2 separate regions of the Cricetulus griseus genome follow, and region 2 is linked to region 1. The links are chromatin contacts, called in public Hi-C maps. All regions are on one chromosome and are shown on one strand. The core of a region is the stretch at or near the end of the contact, and the rest is flanking DNA. Distances in the headings are between cores, read along the strand shown.

Evidence for each region. A called contact is a pair of places that touch in the nucleus more often than the background predicts.
Region 2: a Hi-C map of fibroblasts shows a contact between it and region 1, with 3 times the contacts expected there. The contact joins the enhancer-like site here to the promoter of Alcam in region 1. A contact is called at or near these places in 4 of 8 Hi-C or Micro-C datasets (the CHK-Q cell line, the CHO-K1 cell line and fibroblasts).

Annotation. Positions count from the first base shown.
Region 1 is chr4:39,009,120-39,014,162 of CriGri-PICRH-1.0, reverse strand. It overlaps Alcam (CD166 antigen), which reads right to left and starts at 3,157. Exons shown (of 15, transcript XM_027412520.2): 1 at 2,513-3,157. The coding sequence starts at 2,585. It overlaps LOC113835336 (a long non-coding RNA gene), which reads left to right. Exons shown (of 2, transcript XR_003484821.2): 2 at 1-76.
Region 2 is chr4:39,146,675-39,151,509 of CriGri-PICRH-1.0, reverse strand. Alcam (CD166 antigen) reads right to left here. Exons shown (of 15, transcript XM_027412520.2): 3 at 3,414-3,633. Among named protein-coding and RNA genes, the nearest start is that of Alcam, 140 kb to the right of the region's middle. Within about 2 kb of position 1,354, at least 2 of the 6 cell types and tissues checked have open chromatin away from gene starts, as enhancers often do. A contact at or near this core is called in fibroblasts, where this site is marked.

The DNA.
Region 1 (5,043 bases), core at 1,908-4,407:
CACTGAGAACAGCTCTGTGTGTCCTTAAGTCTTGGAGTGAACCTTGTATCCTGAGAAATGAAAAAAAAAAAAAAAATCTTAGAGGGCTGGGCTCAGATGGCTCAAGTGAAGAAACAGTTAACTGCCATGCCACACCTCCTTGCAAACAACCAAGGAAAGCTTTCTTTAAAGCAGTACAAAATGTCACCACAGGCTGACGCTCTTTCTGCAAGAATAATGAGATTTTTTTGCCACCTAGGATGCTGAGCACACACTTCACTGCCTTTATCATATTCAGATTTTCTTGATGCAAGTCTTGCCTCCCTCTACCTTGAAAACAGATTATACAAGAGGCCTAAAACATATGGGTGACTACTGTGGTATCGACAAGTCAAAAGACCCGCAGGAGCAGCATCTGTCCTCTGGCACCTGACACATACTGTTAAAACTGCTCCAGAAAGGAGGCAACCAGGGAAATGAGCCCCAGGGATGAAGCTAGGCAGTACCTCACTCCCAAGGCTCCACTCTGCAGAGGACACACAGTCCAGGACTCACTGGCAGGAGACCCTGTGCCTTTAGAACCATAACCAATCCATTGAAAGCACACTGACATTCCATGGAGAAGTTTGTACAACGTCAGCGCTATCATTCAGGGGGAAAGCGAATTTGGGGGTTTGTGGCTTGCGACCCTGGATCAGCAGGCGCGCTCCTGCGGGAAAGCGCACAGCTGGTGGTTGGACTGGAGCCTGCGGTGCAGAGAGAATCACCATCAGGTCTGAAAGCGGAACCTCTCCCCTCTTGGCAGTTCCGAGCAAAGAAAAACCTGTTTTTCCGACGGGGCCAACTGAAAATAAATTCCAGCGCAACCGCATGAAAGGTTAACTGCTGTGTGCTGCAGTCGGGGTGGAAATGGAAGTGACAGTCTCGAAGCCTGGTGGGAGAGGGTTAAAGCCAAGAGCGGAGACAGGCGTGTGTATTGTCACAGCTCACAAACTGGCCCCGAAGCTCTCTACTTGACTCTTCTCCTGGGTTCCAAGGTGCCCTTCCCCCATCCTACATTGGGATCCCGAAAAAGTGAGACTACATTGTGCAAGACTAGAGATGCCCCGGGCGCTCATCTTCTGGGTGATTTCAATAAGCCCTACCTGCCTTAAAACCTGGGGCTACTTGGGTTTTAGGATCCCCGCCCCAGAGCCTGAGATTGGTCACTGATGTCTTTCTCAGCCTCAGAAACAGTAAGTTCATTACCTCACCCAGAAATGCAACTTTGATAAAGAGATATGGAGAAGGCAACCTCCTACACTCACTCTCCCAAATACACACACACACACACACACACACACACACACACACACACACACACACACGAGTAGAGGCTCCCAAATCCTGCTATGTATGGCCTCCTTCCTTTCCTCTCCTTCCTGGGAAAGATTCCTAGCCTTTGAACCCACTTCTTTGGCTTCAGCTTGCCAACAACTGAAGGGGAGTACAGGAATAAAAGATGGGAAAAGAAAGTGAGTCCTTTTTTTTTTTTCCTTCTCCTTGATTTAAAACTAAAGAAAGGGGGAGGGAAAAAGAGGCAGAAGCCAAAATAACAGGGAATAGTAGTTTAACCCCCAACTATCCACTAAACGGTTGAAAATCAAAACTTGAAAGGGTTAGATCTAGGGAAAAGTACCTGCCACTTAGGCTAGTGACTGGGAGAGCATACCAGGCAGAGCAGGACTATGGTGTGTCAACCTGCAAACCAGCTGGTGGACACAAGGGCCAGGGACGTCCCCTGGGGTGAGACAAGGGATTCCCCACAAGATAGTCTGGTTGGTGGGAATTTTGTCGTCTTCCTTCGAGGACTCAGTGTAGAAGTGAGACCTGAGGCGCTATCGCTGGGTGTGGAAATCAAGACATCCCTCACACAGGGCTCACAAACCTGGCTGCTAACCCAGTCCATGCTGCGTGACTCGGCTGCCATCAACCCTACACTCACCACCCACCAGACAATGCAGCTGTTATTTCAGTGTTAATATTTTTTAAAATTTTTTTTCCTGAGATGAAAAGCCTTCCCTTTCCCTTGCTTTGCCTCCCGGGTCTTCACGTTATGACCAAGAGGAAGTTACTAGGGGATTTATCATGACAAAGTGCAGGCAGTTATTTCAGCTCACAGCCAAGCCAAAGGAAACTGCCCTGGGTTCAGCGACGTGGACTTTGACACCCAGGGACTGGAGGGACTGTGCAGGGGCAGAGAGTCTAGCAAATCCTGGGGGCTCCTCAGCCTCAAGCGAAGCCTCATCCAAAGTTGCTGGAGATTTTCTCAGTGCTCGCTCTCTCCGCCCAAACTTGAACAGACCAGTCAAGCCTCAAACGTGTGACACAAGTGCCTGTTCCCAGGGACAGGTCCGTGTCCCCGCGCGCCTATATGGCTCCCTTACTTTCCTAAGCACGCGCTTGGACGCACAGTCCCAGGCCACCCAGGGAACCGCCCCCGGGCCACAGCAACCGCGGCAGTCGGTCGGGCTGCTCACAGGCCATTGCTTACCTGGTCTGAGGACCGCGGCTGAGATCAAGAGGCAGAAAACCAGACGGCAAGAAGGGGACACCTTAGGGGCCATATTCCTCCTCCTCCTCGAGGGCCACCGACAAAGTCCACGCCGCGGGAGGGGGCGTCGTCCCCGGGCCCACGGGGCCCGCTCGCTCGTGGGTCCGGACTCAAGGGGTAGCGGCGTTTTACCAGACACACGGTCCCCCGGGGATCGTGGCGCTGGGCCGTCGGGTCTATGCCACACGCAACTTTCCCCCACGCTCAACCCGCAACTCCTTCCTCCCCCTCCACGCCCTCCCTCCCTCAGCGTCTTTGGCTGCTGCTCCCAGGACGGGCGACCCTCTTATTCCAGGAGACGCTTCAGTAGTCAGTCAAGGTGGACGCGGTCCTTTTTTTTTTTTTTTTTTTTTTTTTTGGCTGCTCTCTTCTGTTAGTTTCTCTGCTTGCAAAGGAGATGAGAAGAAGAGCCAGGAGAGTTGCGCCGTGCACGGGTCACGGGGACCTCGGAGGGGTCGGCGGGGCAGCGCCTCTGGGTCCGCACCGTGGGTCTCCTCAGGTGGCAGCCGCGGCAGTGGCTGGAGCGGCGGCAGCTGGAGCAGTGGCGGCGGCCGCGGGCTCGGGCTGCTCTGAGTGGAGGACTGGAAGGCGTGTGTAAGCTGCCTGTCTCCTCCTCCTCCTCCACCTCCTCCTCCTCCTCCCGCTCCTCCCTCCCGCCCAGCGTGGAGCAGGTGGTTGGAGCACGGATCGGCAGCCTAGAGGCGCTGCAGGACCGAGTCGGAAACCGAGCCGAGCCTGCGGCCCCGGATGCGAGGAGAGCATGACGCCCCAGCCCCGCTCGCAGCCGGCGCTCGGGTGGGCGGGGCCGTCCTTGACTCCGCCCTCTAGGGCACACCCGCCAATCCGGAGCGGGCTTGAGAGCCTAGGCACCGCCGAGCTGGATTTGCCGCGGGCTGCATCTTGCCTGGGGTTTCTCAGCGCCCCCATGACACACAGTCTGTGACCATCTGCTCTCCGCTCCGCCTAGTCACATAGCTGTCTTCTTGCACCCGGAAGCCCACTCACTGGCTCAGTCCTAGCGATTTTTTCTCCTCGGCGACGGTACCGCCTTCAGCTTCCGAAGAGTTGTTGGGGCAGCCCCGTGGGGGTGAGGCGAGCGAGCGCCTTTGGTCCTCTTGGACCAGGACTGGTCCAAAAAGGTGGAAAGGGCGACTGGCTGGTAGACAAAAATTCTCCCCCGGGACAAACTCCTTCCTCACTTCTCTAGCTTGCCTTTCTTCTCTCCCCCTACTCCCAGCTAGCGCACACCTCCTCAGAGCAGATCATTTAGTCAAGTATCCAGTACCAAAAAGCCAAAAAAGACTTCTGCCCCCTCCCTCAGTCCTCAGCTCCCTCCCGGTGACAATTGGAACTCTCTACCATACCCCATTTCGTCGCACGGAATTTCCCCATGTCCCCTTTTTTAAAAAGTGTCACGTTTATTTGTAATTGGCGACGATTTCAAGTTACAAAACAAAATCCAGAGTTCTTCGGATTAAAAGCCAACTCCTCCTGGTCCATACTAGAAAGCCAGGCACCCAGCAGATGGGCAGGCTTTTCCGGCAATTTCTAAAGCTTCGACCTCCTCCCAGGCTTAGCATCAGGAATCCGTGTCGCTTTCAGTTCAGGCAGAAAGCATGAAGGAATATTTTCCTCTAAAACACCAGGGTGGAGCTGTTGGGGCCCTAAGTGGCTCTAACTCCGGAATGTGGGATTACAACTCTTATGCCAGTAGCATAATAAAATCCTGGTCCCTGAACCACCTCGCCAGGGAATTAAATGGTCTTTCGAGCATGGCAGGGTCATCCCCTGTGAGAAGCCAGTCTCCAGCAGAGAATGCTAACTAGTCACAGAGGGCTGGATCTTCAAAAGACCAGCTACCTGTGAGTGCAGATGTAGGTGTCTGAGTGTGCAGGCAGAAGCTTCATACAACACACACACACACACACACACACACACACACACACACACACACACACACACACACACACACACACACCCGCGAGCGCGCAAGCGCACACGCAGACCCTGATCTTTGAATTCCTTTCCTTTCGTGCTTGAAATTATTAAACTCCATCTTCTGTGATTTTTTTCCCCCAGCGCCTCTCTGTCTAGTTCTCCTCGCGTTTACAGTATTCTAGGATGGCTCTCTTAGATTTTTCCTCTGAAAATAAGTAGTTTTCCCCACAGGGTTTTAACATTTACATTTCATTTGCATCTTATGAATCAACAGGAAGGCTAAATGCTAGGAGGCAAATGCCCCTTAACTCTGTATTCCATGCACAGAGCTAAACTGCTGGCATGCTCTTGGGAATCCTACTCTATTCCTTAAGGGAATTTTTCTGCTAACTGCAGCCAGTCTTAAGTTGGCTGTTTAAGAACAAATCATCTTATATTTCTCCTTGATTTTCAGACTGATTATTTTGAGGTGAAACTTATCATAGCATATGGTTGTACAAATGGCAAAAGGCAGAATGTCTAATCCTGCCTCT
Region 2 (4,835 bases), core at 105-2,604, 140 kb before region 1:
CTTTGGCTACATAACATGTTTGTGGAATAGCTTGGGCTGTATGAAACTCTGTTTCAATCCCCTTCATCCTCCCCACCCTGAAAAGAATCTAACTATAACATACACTTTTGATATTACTTGTTAAGTAGCTCATTTTCCATGTCTTTCTCCTTGAAAATAAATATTCCTTTGCTATTTTCTCGTTTAACAATTTTCCACTGGAAGGAGGAGAGATTCTCCATTTTCCAATGCGATGGAGCATTAAGAATCATGTTCAAGTAGGAGCTGTGAAGCGACGTGCAGAGGTGGCACACATTGGCCAACGCCTTGAGGACTGGGCTTCTGGTACAAGAACTAAGTCCTAGAAACCGGCTCTCCTGTAACACCACAGAACACCAGCAGAGCACAGAGAACTGACCAATAAAGTAGTGTTCAAAGGCTCACCAAGAGCTGCCCCACACCCCTAAAAAAATCGAGATGGGTCTTCTTATATTCTCCATGCTGTCTCTGAAGTGAGGTCTGATCTCCTAAGTGGCTGAGGCTGCCTTTTCTTTTTCATCTTCTTTTTATTCATCAACACGTTACTGCAAATAACTGAAACAGTGAATAGGATTCTAACCACTTGAACAGAAGAAGCTTCTTCCAATGCCAGACCCTGCTTCTTAGTTCCTGGACAGGGCTTTAGTAGCAGAATAGAAAAGCCTCCCACGTAATCTACAACATTCATTTTACTCAAGAGGTTGTTTGAACCCCAGGCAGGCTAAGAGACTTGCCAAGGTCAGAACTTAGTGGCAGTCCTGACAAAGCAAGGTCTTCTGGTGAGTAGATTTTCCCATCTCATCACTGAGAGCCATTTGGCTCTCTGGACACCTGTTTGACCTCTGAGGCTTTTGCACAATCATTGGAATGAATCTTTGGGAACTTTCAATGGTCTAATTTTGCTTCCAAGTAGTTTTATTACTCTCCAATGTGCACTAAAAGCAAAAGCAGTTTGATTTTGATGCCATTCAAGAGCTGATTAGTGGTGACAAAGCACGTTCCTTGCTTGGACTTGAGGAATGATTTCTTACATCAGAAATGTATTTTAAAACTAAACAAACAAACCTACATGGAAGGTAAAACCATCCATCAGTTCCTCTGGCTTGAATAAAAGCAACTTGATTTTGCTCATGGGGCTGACAGTCTGCAGAAGGTTTATCTGAGATTGGCTCACAACAGCCACACTTGATTCGTACATGGTTCATGTTGCTAGGTGATTCAATAGAGGAAAACAGAGGATTGATTGATGAGCATAGTAACTCTTAAGTGACTGAAATATATACAAGCATAGGATGAGAGTCTCCCTGCCTGCCACAGCTGCAGGCTGGGTTTGCAAAAAGTGGCCTGAGGCAAATTCATAATTCAAAGAAAGAGTGAGGTTCCTACACGATCTTGTAGGTGTGTCATGGTTATCTGAGATGCCATTCATTTTCTGGCATTTGGTGGGTCTTTCGTGGTTTCTCAGATACAGGGCCATTTTCAAGAGTGTGTAACTTGCTATGTAAATTCTCCCTGGCCCACAGCCTGGAATGCAAATTCTGTTACTGAGAATTGCTTTGTTTTCAACAACATTCAAAAGAGCAGGGGGCAGGGGTCCTGGCAGTACATGGCATACGAGTTTGTTTTCACCATCACAGAAAGCTTCTGTATTCTACAACAGCTTACAAATTTTATTAAATTAAGCTAATTGGATTCTTACTTTTAGATATTGATGTAGCATTTTTATAAAGAAAGAAAATTTGGAAAATGTCACAAATGATTTTTCTAAATATAACTTGGAATGTTCTTGATTTGTTTGTGTTCTAGCTTGAACTTGGATAATTTCAACACGATTTATAGAAACTTGAAAATGGCAAATTAATTTACATAATGATTAGTGTTGTGAGTTAGCCTACCTACATTCTTGGTATTTAAGATATTAAAGCCTATGGTAATGTTGGTGTTCTTTTGCTTTTAGGGAAGAATGCCCTTAGCAAATCTACCATCCACCTCTCCAGTAAAAACAGAAAGAAGGGGATAGAAAGAAAACTCAAAAGCCAACATGGCCAATGACAAGTACTGAATACTAGCTATTCCGTACCCTGTGGAAGTAGGCAGAACTGATAAACAGCTGGAACTTGGTTTGATGAAAATATGATAGGGAAGTGTGGATGACTTCTGGAAAGTGCCTTCTAAGCTAAAAGATAATCAACTGAAACATGTAATATGCATTTACAAGGCCCTTCTGGAGAACAAAGGTTTCCTTTTACAGTGGTAGTACTCTTTGAATCTGCATCATGAACCCATTGAAGCTTTGAAGTCTACATCAATACTTAAGGGGCAGCCTTACTTAGTTGCATAGAGAAACACGAAAAATCCATGGTTGCTTGCTCCAGTTGGAAGCCTTCTGGTTTTCTTCTTTACTATTTATTTTAATCTTTTCTAGGAGCTGTCAGGCCATCAGAAAGCAGAGGGCAAAGTGGGAAAGTAAGACCTTCTTCCTAATTAAGCAAGACTGGTATTCTGAAACTTTTTAGCCCTGATTTATTTTTCCCTTGTAGGTTCTAAAACATTATGATGTAACTAAGGTGGGACTTTTTATTTGAATCTTAAAAGAAGAACTACTTTAATTATACATCTCTAGTCATTCATTTGCATAGCTATTTGCACAGTAACATTAAATATATATTATCAGGTGAAGTCATGTAACCATAGTAATTATGTTGAGTATCTTCTATTAGTTTCCCTTCTTGCAACCCTACTTTATCTTTGTGGTGTAATCCTTTTGTAATCCAATCCCATTAAGATGCTGAGCTTAATTATTTTAGGGAATTTTTTCTGAATAATATGAATATGTTAAAAATCGAATCAATAAGCATTAAAGGTTAGAAAGTACACACATACACACATATGCATACATACACACTCATAAACATGTTACATATATGTATATATACAAGTTGAATTGTTAGATCTCTAGATCATACAATACTTTAAATTTTTATTTATTCTTGTTATATATTAAAATGACAATTTTATATAGCTAATCCTAACATTTATACATTTGTATGATTGCATGATTATATATGCATCCTATACAGAAACATATTTTTTTCTTTGAACAAATCATCAGAAGTTAGATGTAATTAGCCAGTTGTTACAGGTAGCTCTTTACATCCCAGGGAAAGTTACTGTTTTAAAGTTATTGTTCTAACTCCTCACTGTGCATCTCCTATGTGAATGCCAGACTTATTTTCCTTGTTACCAGTGTGTATCGGTAGAATAAAGAGCTCTAGAAACTCACTTACACAGTTTTCTGTGGAGAGGCATTGCAGAGAGCTCAAGATTCTACCTGAAGAACACCTTCTAACACCAGCCACCAACTCCACTTAGCAGTTCTATTGCAGTCTACTTACTGAACACCTTGACTAGTGTAGGTGCCTCAAACACGTTGTCCTCAGTCACTAGCATGCACACAAATCTCTTTTCATCACTGATCTTTGCATTGTTGATAGACAAAGTGTAGTTTTCTGAGAGGCTCAATCTGTCCTTGTACTCTGGGACATCATCATACTGCACACTTTTCTTTGTAGAAGATCTGAAGGCAATAAATACTGGGGAACCATCGGGCTTTTCCTAAAAACCAAAATAACAATACATGTTAAAAACAAACATAATTCATGTTTCAGAATACTATGATTTCTTTTGCCATATTATTCTATGTAGACTTTTGTTGGTGTTGCTGTTGAAGAGCAATGGTTTTTAGGGATCGGCATCACATAATTCTTTGCTTACAGAAAGAAAAATCACACTTCACACGAAATGAAGCTGTTGGTTCACTCATAGGTTCATGGGAATGATTGAAAAATGAAAGGATCAAGCTCTCAGTGGAGCTCATCTCACACGTGTGGGACATTGGTGGCTTTTTTGATGGAGCATGGTGTAATCTTGTTTAATGTACATCTAAAAAGTAGATAGAAACAAACATAAAAATACAAAAACTAATCTGCAGAAAAAAACCACTGAAGTGGTCATACAGTTGAGCTTATTACATGGCCTTAGCAGTATCGCACAGCTACATTTGAAACATGCGTGATTTTAATCCCCACATGGTAAGTGTTCATATCTGTCAGTTAGCATTGGTGTGGGGGCCCTTTACACCACATATTCAGTTTTCATGAAGGAACAACATTCAGCTGGGCAAACCATCCTTTTCACTCAATGAGAAGCAGATTAACCGCTGAGACAGAGAGTTTTTCATCTGAGGCTCAAAACTTACTTTGAAAGCATTTCATATGAAAGTATTATCAAGATAATATGTAACTCAGCATGGGAAATGGTGCCAAGAACACTAGTCCACACAGTGCTCATTTTCCTCTGGTCTCTAAAAGTCATCTTACCTAGGAAGCAATTTAGTCTAAAATAGGGGCCAATTATCCCCTTTACTTCACAAGGGCTTTGAGAACATAAATTATGAAAAAAAAAACATGTTGAAAGACATAGTAAAATGTAAAATTTCAGAGAGGCTTAGTTTGATTTACTTCCTTTTAAAGTAAATATTAGTTGTGATTGCAAGGCTTATTTAGGAATCCAAAAGCTTTAGTTTCTCATGTATGTGTGTACATATGTAAATACATCAATAATATTTTTCTTAAATCTTTAATTTTATCTCAGTTTCCAATATAAATCCCTGCCTTAAATTATCTCTTTATTATAAGATATTTGTTAGCAGAATACCTTAGGTTTTTATACTCATTCTGTTTGCAATAAATAATTATTAATGTTTGAGTGCTTCATTACATGTCTGGTGCTTTCTCTGGGTTATCTGTGATGTGATT